Linked DNA regions of Mus musculus: all the other regions are linked to region 2. Evidence: chromatin contacts called from public Hi-C data. All regions are on one chromosome and are shown on one strand. The core of a region is the stretch at or near the end of the contact, and the rest is flanking DNA. Distances in the headings are between cores, read along the strand shown. Region 1 holds the start of Cd69 (CD69 antigen). Region 2 holds the start of Lockd (lncRNA downstream of Cdkn1b). Region 3 holds the start of Aebp2 (AE binding protein 2).

Region 1 (3,610 bases), core at 35-2,534, 5.7 Mb before region 2:
CTGACCCCAGGCCAGGTCAGGAATTTCTGCATTTGGTCTTTCCTTCATTCCACTATTTATTATAGTTTCATTATTATCTGCTTTTTAAAAAAAATTTAAGTGAGACATATAGGTATGGGTTGCTTAGGTATCTAAAAATGAATATTGTAGACTTTATATCTATGTTTTTGACTTCATGCTCTCAAAGAAGGGATGAGATTTTAAAGGTAACTGAGACTTTTAAAAAATTTTTTATTTTTAATTTTTTTACACAACAAGACAACTTGACAGAGAAACTCAGAAAATAATTCGTTCCTCACCAACTATCTTGGCGGTGTTGGTCATAGCAAATCCCTTTATTAACTGGATCGCTCGTGCTTTCAAATAACTCTCATTCCCAAGTGCTAAGTGCTGGAGGGCTCCTTACAACTCAGATAGAAACAGACAGAAGAGACAGAAATGTGAAGGGTGATCATGCTTTTGTAAAAAGGAAGAAAAATATATAGTCATAGAATTTGAAGTGATTCATTGGAGGAGAGAGACAGAACAAAATGTAAGGAGGAGATTCCATAGGTCTCTGCAGAAGATGACATTTTAATGACAGGGTTACATTCTAATGCATCACCATATGACACTGCACATGTTCAGGTGTGTGTAATGCTGTTTTCTCTGAGCCTGGAGACCCGAATGCTGCTAACCACTGGAGGATTCATGAGGAGAACACTAATGAGGGAATACACACAGAAAGCAGGCAAATGGATAAGGAAAGAGCAAGAACGTAACTCTTTGTGTGAAAAACAGAGTTCTTCATAAAGAAAAGGATAAAACTTACTGATGATGGTGGTTATGGGAAAACTATAGAGAATAACTAGGTCAAGCCAGGCAATTTATCATTTATCATTTAAATCCACGAGTTGAGATGTTACAAATCTATTCAAAGGAAAAGTCCTTTCAAGATCATCTGAAAGTCATATAGCTCTCTCTCATACAAGTATCTTGTCTTCTCATAGCTAGAGAGGTATTTACCTATGCCCAGTTTCTCTTTTACTGATTGAAACAGAACATAACCAAGTCCTCTGATAATCTCTCCATTCTCCGCTCTATTCCACACATCAAATGTAGAGATCATTCCAGAATGTAAGAAATCACATGACTTACCCTTCTGCCCTCTCTCCAGATGTGAAGAGCTATTTTCCGTTATAGAACAGTTTTCAGAATCCATCCTTTTTAATTTTTTTCCCCTCAAGGTCCCTGGCGACTCTCAAGTGGTCCACGGAGAGATGTAGCTGGAGCTGTCTTGTTCAGTGTCTTGATCTCGGAGGATTTCAGCCTTTATACTCGATTAGGCTCCACCCCTTCCTCCTACCCTGTACTCACTCAACTCAGCCAGTTCTCTTTAATTTATGCTCCAGCGGCCTAGACACTTCACCGTGTGTTGTTGTGGTGAGCTGCGGGTTTTCCCTGCTGTCTGAAATGTGCTTTCTCACAACTGTAGCTTCAAGAGGAAGAGATAAATGGGATTTTCCCAGAATCGAAGACATCCTTCCACAAACTTTTAAAAACACAAATAACTTAGGAAATGGTATAATCTAAACAAGGAGCTAAAAGTTTGAGATTGCTGTATTTGACATGGAAAAGCACTGGAAGAGAGAGTAAAACTTTTTCATGCAATCCTTTGCATTGGTTTCTTTGTATATGTAGGCAGGTACAGGCATTTATTGAATACCCATTATGTACCAGGTGCTGTTGGTGGCCAGAAGATGTACTGTTGAGTAGGGATTTTAAAATCTCTATCTTTGTGGCTCTCTCTCTCCCTCTCTCTCAATTGGACAAGTTTTATTTAGTTAATTATGGATTTAAAACGTGTGGCATTCACTTCTTTTTTCCCCAGAGACTAGTTCTTTCAAGTGTCAGGAGTTGCTTTAGTGCAGGAAACAGAAAGCTTGTGGTCTGAAACTTCCTCGGTGTGATCTAAAACTGTTTCTCTTCAGTTATCTATTTCATCATCCCTTGCTCATTTTCTTGTCATCCTCCACTGTCAAACTTACTTTGTCTCACTGCAGAATATCTCCTTCTATTTCCCCATGTCCTTTTCAGGTGTCTGTGGCCTCGGATATTTGGAAGATGATCCCTATACACATATCTTCCCATGATATCCATCTCATTCAGATAAGTTATTGAGCACCACATAAATGCAGAAAATGTCTGTTTTGGTAAGTCAAGTGTGAGGATCTTAAAAAATTACAAGCATGATTTCTTACATTCTGGAATGATCTCTACATTTGACATATGGAATAGAGCAGAGAATGGAGAGATTGTCAAAGGACCTGGAGTAAAGTTGTCTGGTTTGCCTTTGTGAAGATATAATGCTTAGGTTGCTTGGAAGGTACCGGCACAGACAACTGAGGTGAGCCAGCAGGTGGATTTGTCTGCTTGAGACACAGACAGGTACATGCTGGTCCTAATGTGCCTTTTTGTTCTCAGTATCTTTCCTGCACAGCAGCTGGGATGAGATTAAGTATGTCATATCATCTTGTTGAGAACATTCAGCTCACCAAAGGCTTCCTAATAAAGGTTCCTTAAAATCCAAAGACCTTACAGCCAAGAAGAACCTCTACATTGGCCTCTGGGCACTTCCTCTATTACTTTCCCTCTACAACAGAGAGCTTCTTCTTATTCCATAGGAGTGCCCAGGAGCCTGCCACTGCAGGGCCTTTAGGTCTTTCGGTTGTGTCTTAGCGGTTCTTTTTCCATATGCCTATGTGCCAGGTTTTCCCATAATAAATAAGGTAATTAATTCAGTATCAAGTGAAAAGCAGGAAGGTCCAGATACTCATGAATACCAAGAAGTGCTCTTCTGACTCATGCCTGTTGGATGGGATGAGGTTTTCATAGAGTTCAGAACTGACAAAAAATAGGCAGGGAGAGTCATCATAGCCAGCCTCTGCTATAAGTTGGCTCCTAACTAAGCTCTTTAAAGGAAAAGGGCAGCTCAAGTGAGTATTTTTTAATTTATTTACCTTTATTAAACTTAATTTTTAAAAATTGTATTATATTTATGTGTGTGTGAGTCATGTATGTGTGTGCTGGTTCCCACAGAGGACAGAAGAAGGCTCCATGGAGTTAGAGTCACAAGCAATGTGAGTTTCCTTAAGCTGGGAACTGAACTCTGATCCTCTGAAAGAACAATAAGAACTCTGTACTACTGAGTCATCACCTCTCAAGCCCCATATTTATTTATTTACGTTCATCTATCTATCTATCTATCTATCTATCTATCTATCTATCTATCTATCCATCTATCTATCTATCTATCTACCCATCCATCAATCATCCATCCATCCGGCTGTCAGTTCGTCTGTCCATCCGTCCGTCTGTCTGTCTGTACTACTGAGTCATCACCTCTCAAGCCCCATATTTACTTATTTACTTTCATCTGTCTGTCTGTCTGTCTGTCTGTCTGTCTGTCTGTCTGTCTACCCATCCACCAATCCATCAGTCTTAGTCAGGGTTTCTATTCCTGCACAAACATCATGACCAAGAAGCAAGTTAGGGAGGAAAGGGTTTATTCGACTTACACTTCCATGCTGCTGTTCATCACCAAAGGAAGTCAGGACTGGAACTCAAGCAG
Region 2 (3,190 bases), core at 543-3,042:
CTGGGGGACTTGCCCGAAGGGACCAATTTCCCGGAGTTCGTGGACCCTCCAGGGCAGCAGCCCGCTCCCACCCCTACCGCAGGGCTCCAATGATCCGCAGCCCCGCGGATTTCGAAAGCCTTCCCGGCTCGCTGGCGGCTAAGCGACCGTCACCAATGCGCGCCTAACTGTGGAGAACCACTGCCGCTTTCGGTGATCAGCCCTGCCCTTCACCCTGCTTGCAAAGTGCCCCCCACCTTTGCATCCTTGGCTGTCCAGAACCGCAGACCTGGGCAAGGAAGAACTGGGGGAAATAAGGATTTGGGGAGGGGGCTGTGATGGGTTAGATTGGGGGACTATGGACATTCACTAGTGGGAGGGAGCAAGCAGTCGGCCTTTCAAGCCACTGTGTGCCCACCACCCTGGCTGCACTGAGCGACCTTTCCTGGGAGCCAGAGAATTGCCTTCGCCATTACACCATCATCACCAGAAAACACGATTGCTCGTCTAGCGCTTTGAACTAAAAGGTGTTTTGTTTAGAAGTCCACTTAGGATCCCTGATCTGTTTTTCAGAGCATGGATTCTTTTTCATTTGCCATCTTTCACCTGAGCCACACCCTACTCCTGCCCCCCCCTTTCCTGGCTTTAAAAAATAATAAAATTAAAGCAAAAAAGAAACCTTGCAAACGACACTGAGGGGTAAAAAGGCCATGGATCCTACTTAGAAACCTATGGGGTCGTCTCCCTGATTTCACTCGCGTGGGGTTGTAATAGGGTGGGGTCAGCCACAGGCGGATCCCGGAGAACCGAAAGTGCACTTATTTCCACGTACACTCAAGTCTCAAGTCCCTCGGGCCTCCATCCAAGTCACAGACTTATCATGCATAAGGACTCAGCAGAGGTAGGAACCAGAAATTAGGAAATCTTAAAAAATAAAACAAAAGAAAAACCCCTTATCCATGCTTTGGGCGCGAAACCTCGACGCGCCTCTAAAAGGAACGTTAAGAAAAAGGCCGGGAGAAGGGCGCGCGGTTCGGGCGCCGGCCGGGGGATTGCATCATTTGCGGCTCCCCCTCCAGAACCCGGACTGAGAACCGCAGCCACCATCATGGCGCTCGGGTCGGGACGCGGGAAGCGCGTCCAGGCCGCGGCCAGCGAGCTTAGAAGCGTTTGCAAACTTGTTACTTGGCGGCGGAGCGCCGGTCTCTGGCCCCCTCCTTCCCTTTGTGTGCGTGTGCATGTGCGTGCGTACGTGTGTTTGCGTGTGCGCGTGTGTGATGTGTGCATATAAAGCGAGAAGTTGAAGTTTCTCCCTCTGGCCTTCCCCAAACCCCCCCTCCCTCGTCCCGAGCTGGTGGTTGTAAACTTGATTGGCATTGGCTGCGCCCACTGACCCCTGCACCGAGTCCACTGAAGATTTAAGGTGGATCTGCGAGGCTGCAGCTGCAGGCGGAGCCTCGCGCTTAACTGAGTTTTGGAAGAAAAAAAAAAAAAGCCTAAACCGTGCGCCTGCTGCGTTTTACGAATCCTTCGGTCCACAGGTCCGCGGGTCCCCGCCCAGCCCGCCGCGCTTCCCCCGCCCACCTTCCCCTGCTTCCCCATTGGCTCGCGCCTGCAGTTTGAATTTTTTTTTTTTTTTTTTTGGATGCTTGTTTTCTTGTTAAAAAAAAAAAATTACCGTACGGTAGATCATGTGATGAGACTTAGTTGGGGAGTCTGAGGTGGGGTGTTTTAGCTGGTTTGATTGCAGGTAGTAGGGAGTAGGATGGGTGGAGCTTTCTGTTCCAAAAGTTGCCCCCCCCCCGCCCCGCCCGCAAGTGCCGTTGACAGAATGCAGGCGGGAAGCTTCAGTTTGGGTAGAGATGTAGCATCAAACATTCACGGATGTCCAGGGAGCACGGGCACACAGGCTGCTGGCCAGAGGTACTAGGAAGGTACAGGCGGGAGTTCGACGAGGACGCACCTTCCCCTGTCTTGGAAAGGTAGACTTGGGGAGGGCGGGAGCGGGTAGTTATCCTAGAAATGAATATTACCCGTCATAGGAATAAACCAACCAAATACAAGGTGTGGCTATAGACTCTATATAGAGCAAAAGAGGTGTTATTTCTGGGGTTAGAGTGTCAAAATCCATCAGGACAAAGGCAGTCGGTGTCATTTTCTTCCTTTTTAACCTTAAAGGGGGGGGGGAACCTGTCTGTTTTCCAGGTTTGGTTCCCCACCCCCCCTTGTGAGGATGAGAAGGGGACATAAAGTCCCCTTTTGATTTCTGGGTCAGGAAACTCATTGGAAAGAGTTTGTTAAGATCTAGGAGGATTCAATTAGTAGAACAGGTCTAATACAAGTGATGGCTTTTATTAATTAGGATCCAACTATGTTTTTCTTTGCAGTGAAGCTTTTAAAACGTCATAATAATTAAACAGTAGTCCTAGATCAGTCTTTCTCTTTATCAGGGACATCTCATATGTATACCTTTCTTTGCCTTTGCCTTTTTTTTTTCTTCCCTTTTTCTTTCCTTAAAATAATTTCTCCTGATATCTCCTTTCAGTCTGTTTTAGCCAGAAGCCCAGCCTTAGCCTCCATTGGCCCCTGAACCAGTATGCCATGTTCTTAGTTTTTTAGCTGTCTAGTTCTGACCTTACCTCTCCCAGTCCACTAAGCTCCTTGACCCCGTCCATAAACCAACATGTTTGAGCTGCTCTCCAGGCTGTATTCATGGACTCTGTTAGAGGCTCAGTGCTTACCTCTGCCTTTCAGAGGACACATCCGATCAGAATGAGCAGTCCATGAGGAAAACCACATCCCTGGAAGGAGGAAGCTAGTCTCAGAAACAGGTCTTCATCTTGAGTGTGAGCCAAGCAGGGATTTGGATGGTCCCCGGACAGGGGTGTCATAGATAAAGATTCAGATAGCACGTGACTGTGAAAACAGGCTTGGAAACTTGGGCTTGGCATGGTGGAGCACACCTGTAATCTGAGCACTTGGGAGCTGGAGGCAGGAGGATCAGGAGTTCAAGGCCTGCTTAGGATACTGAGAGACTTTGCAGTCAGCCTGGGCTGCATATAACCCTCCCTACCTCGAATATACCAACAAGCGTACAAACAAAGGAGGTCATAAATAAAACCCCACTGGACATGGTGGTGTACAGCTTTAATCCCAGTACTCGTGAGGCAGAGGCAGATGGATCTCTATGAGTCCCAGGTCAAAAATAAAT
Region 3 (3,618 bases), core at 560-3,059, 5.7 Mb after region 2:
TTTATTTAAACAAAGGTTTACAGGGTGGGGAGGATTAGAATATTTGCATAATATTCTTAGAAGGTGGGGGGAGATAAAAAGATTTGAATTTCCTCTGCTAGGTCAGTCCTAATTTCTAATGTGCCTTAGAGCAGCTGCCACATACACTGAGTCATGCTTTATTCCAGTCCAGTTTGGTGATCCTCAGTCTACAATCCAGGATGACAACACATTCCTGATCTATCTGCAAGAATGACTCTGAAAGTTAGAGTTTGAGGTTAACGCCTGCCAGTGTAGCTACATTGTATATTATCATTTTAATTTTTGCTTTTCCTTGAGGAAACTTTTCTTTTCTTTTTCTTTTTTCTTTTCTTTTCTTTTTTTTTTTTTTTTTTTTTTGAGGATGTTTCCTTCCACTGGGGGAACATTACGTGTGATAGTATGTATCCAAAGGTTAAGGCTGCAACTGTACACTAAGATATTTGTGGGGCGGTTTCCTTGTGGCCCACACTAGTTGGCCTCAAAGTTGCAACAATCCCTTCTAGCCTCATACTACATGTTGTTTCTTTTATTATGTTTATTTTTTAAATTAGGGCAGTGAATTCTAGAAACATGAAAATACTCCACCTGGGGGATCTCTCTCTCTCTCTCTCTTTGTGTGTGAAGATCTACTAAGAATGAATGAGGGAATGCTCTCTGAGACTGCTTCCCCACTCCAGAGCATCAGATGTGCCCCGGAGTCAGGGTGTGATGTGGGCTGCTCACCAGCCTTCCTCATAAACTCCAGGTCTTTATTTTACAAAAAGCTTATTTACAAAGCATTCCCTTACCGAGAAGTTCAGGAAGATGCAATGCTTCCCTAGCTGTAAAGGGAAGGTTTGACTCTTGCCTGGGGATAGGGAGGAGCCTTTCATTAGTAGGAGTAGTAACCTCTTCCCTGCTTTCTTCTTCACACCCTCCCTTTTTGTGAGGCAGGATTTCAGTTTGGCCTGGAACTCGCTATATAGATCAGGCTGGCCTCGGAATCTCGGAGACCCTCCTGCCTCGGCCACCCTAGGGCTGGGGTTAAAGGTGTGCCTTTTAGGTGAGGTACCTGTGTGCACCACCCACCAGACTGGGAGGGAGGCCGGGAGATGTGGTCAGAGCTGCTGGGATTAGACAGTTGTGAGCCGCCTTGTGGGTGCTGCAAACCGACCGCCGGCTCCTCTGGAAGAGCGGTTAGAGCCCTCAACGGCCAGCGCTACACCCCAAGAACTCAGCCTGCCTACAAGTGTCACCCCAGATTTTATTAGAAGCTCCAGGACTTAAAACCTGCGAGGATCTCGAGCCAAAGCAACGCCCGCCTCGTCTGAGCTGCCCTCCTTGGGTCATTGGGACATCGGGACAGGTAAGCAAGCCTGGCTTGCGAGTCAAGCCTCTGCCTCCGCGGTGTGGACATCGGCTCGGCGCTTCAAAAACAAAAAACAAAAAAAAACCGATTTATCGAACTTTCTGCACATGTCTGAGACCTGTCTTTTGAGTATGGCAAGCGCTCAGACGGCCAGACACTTGCTCCACTTACGGCTTCCTTCTACAGGACACCACCTCCCCCGCAAACCACACACACACACTCTCTCTCTCTCTCTCTCTCTCTCTCTCTCTCTCTCTCTCTCTCTCTCTGAGCCGATGCTTCTCCTTCTCTCTGTAGAAGTCCAGGGCTGTGAAAATCCCCACCGACTTCGGGTTTCGAGGGCTCGTCCCGCCTCCGCCCGGAGCGGGAAGGCGTGGGAAGGCCCAAAGAAACTCTGGAGGGGCGGGGCCGCCGCGGCGCGCAGGCGCGCTGCCTCCTCCGCGTGAGTGCGCGCGTTCCGGCGCGTGTCCCCGCGCGGGCTCCGTAGCGCGTGTGCAGCCTGACGCAGCCCCGCGGGCCCTCCTCCCGCTCTGCGGCGGCCGCGCGGAGTTTGGGGCGTGCGGGCGCGGAGCGGGGGGTGGCGGGGGCGAGGAGGCGGCGGCGAGAGGAGGCGGAGGAGCAGCAGGCGCCGCCATGGCCGCCGCGCTCGCCGACATGGCCGACCTGGAGGAGCTCTCCCGCCTCAGCCCGCTGTCCCCCGGCAGCCCCGGGCCCGCGGCGCGCGGCCGGGCCGAGCCGCCGGAGGAAGAGGAGGAGGAGGATGACGAGGAGGCGGAGGCAGAGGCGGTGGCCGCGCTGCTGTTGAACGGGGGAGCGGGCGGCGGCGCGGGGGGCGGCGAGGCGGAGACCATGTCGGAGCCGAGCCCCGAGAGCGCCAGCCAGGCGGGCGGGGACGAGGACGAGGACGAGGAGGACGACGAGGACGAGGGCAGCAGCAGCGGCGGCGCGGAGGAGGAGAGCAGCGCCGAGAGCCTGGTGGGCAGCAGCAGCGGCGGCTGCAGCGGCGACGAGACGCGCTCGCTGAGCCCGGGCGCGGCGAGCAGCAGCAGCGGCGATGGGGACGGGAAGGAGGGCCTGGAGGAGCCCAAGGGACCGCGGGGCGGCCCGGGCGGCCCGGGCAGCAGCGGTGGCGGTAGCAGCAGCAGTAGCGTGGTGTCGAGCGGCGGCGACGAGGGCTACGGCACCGGGGGAGGCGGGAGCAGCGCGACCTCCGGGGGCCGGCGGGGCAGCCTGGAGATGTCGTCCGACGGGGAGCCGCTGAGCCGCATGGACTCGGAGGACAGGTCAGTGCGCCGCCAAGGGGACCCTTCCCGGACCTCGACGAGGGGGACTCAGGGGACTTCTTCCTGATTCGAGGGGACTCTGCGTGGATCCCGTCTAGGGGACTCCTCCCGGACCCCACAGAGGGGACCTAGGGGACTCCTCTTGGACTCCATTGAGCTGACTTCCTTGCCCGATCCCCTCCCATCTCCTGGACCCTTTGGCCCAGCGCGGGGCGGGGGGCGGGGGGGACCCTTCTAGCAGCGATCCCTTGCTCTGTAGATTCCCGGGCTCCGCCGAGGGGACCGAGGGGACTTTCTCGCCGCAGTCCTTTCCGTTTCTTGCTTCTCCTTCCCTGCCCCGCCCGCCTGCCCACCTTGGGAACGGCTTCGCCGGAATCTCCCCTGCCCCAGACTCTGGGACCCCAGACCTGGGGACTTTCTCTCCGGGATCTCCCGCCCCCTGATTCTCAGCCCCTCCCCCCCAGATCTCAACTTGGAAATCCCGGGCGGCCGCCGCGCCCCTCTTGCCGCTGAGCGGCTTCCAACTCCTCACCATCCCCCCTCAACTCTCCTTTCCCCACCCTCCTTTCCTCGGCGCGCGGTTCTCCTTTCGGATCGAAGGACGACTCTGTCCCGGAGACAGCCCCCCCAAAATGGCCCAGACGCCCCAGCCGAGCTCCAGAGGCCCTTGATGTACACCTCGGTACACAAGGTTAGCTTCGTGCATCGGTGTTCGGGAACACTTGTCAGAACTGCAATTGACAAGTGTTTTCCAATATGGCTGGTCTCCTGGAACTCACAGAACTAACTTGTGCAGGGAGGAGACCCCCACCCCTGGCTTTGCTTTACTTTTAAAAAGAACTGCTGGTCCGTTATGTGTAATCTCTGCTTCTCAGATCCCTCACATCTGTCAGTTATATCATCTCAGGGGATTTGAGTTTTGGTCATCAAATCTGAGGGACCAAGTTTAAAACACAGAAAGAGCAT

Evidence for each region. A called contact is a pair of places that touch in the nucleus more often than the background predicts.
Region 1: a Hi-C map of B cells shows a contact between it and region 2, with 8 read pairs. The contact joins the promoter of Cd69 here to the promoter of Lockd in region 2. A contact is called at or near these places in 1 of 39 promoter capture datasets (pre-B cells) and 2 of 484 Hi-C or Micro-C datasets (B cells and CD4 T cells).
Region 3: a contact with region 2 is called in a Hi-C map of B cells, with 5 read pairs. The contact joins the promoter of Aebp2 here to the promoter of Lockd in region 2.

What each region holds. Positions count from the first base shown.
Region 1 is chr6:129,274,085-129,277,694 of GRCm38.p6, forward strand. It overlaps Cd69 (CD69 antigen), which reads right to left and starts at 1,285. Exons shown (of 5, transcript NM_001033122.4): 1 at 1,138-1,285. The coding sequence starts at 1,201.
Region 2 is chr6:134,927,300-134,930,489 of GRCm38.p6, forward strand. Lockd (lncRNA downstream of Cdkn1b) reads left to right here and starts at 1,793. Exons shown (of 2, transcript NR_037956.1): 1 at 1,793-1,986.
Region 3 is chr6:140,621,693-140,625,310 of GRCm38.p6, forward strand. Aebp2 (AE binding protein 2) reads left to right here and starts at 1,810. Exons shown (of 8, transcript NM_001005605.2): 1 at 1,810-2,652. The coding sequence starts at 2,003.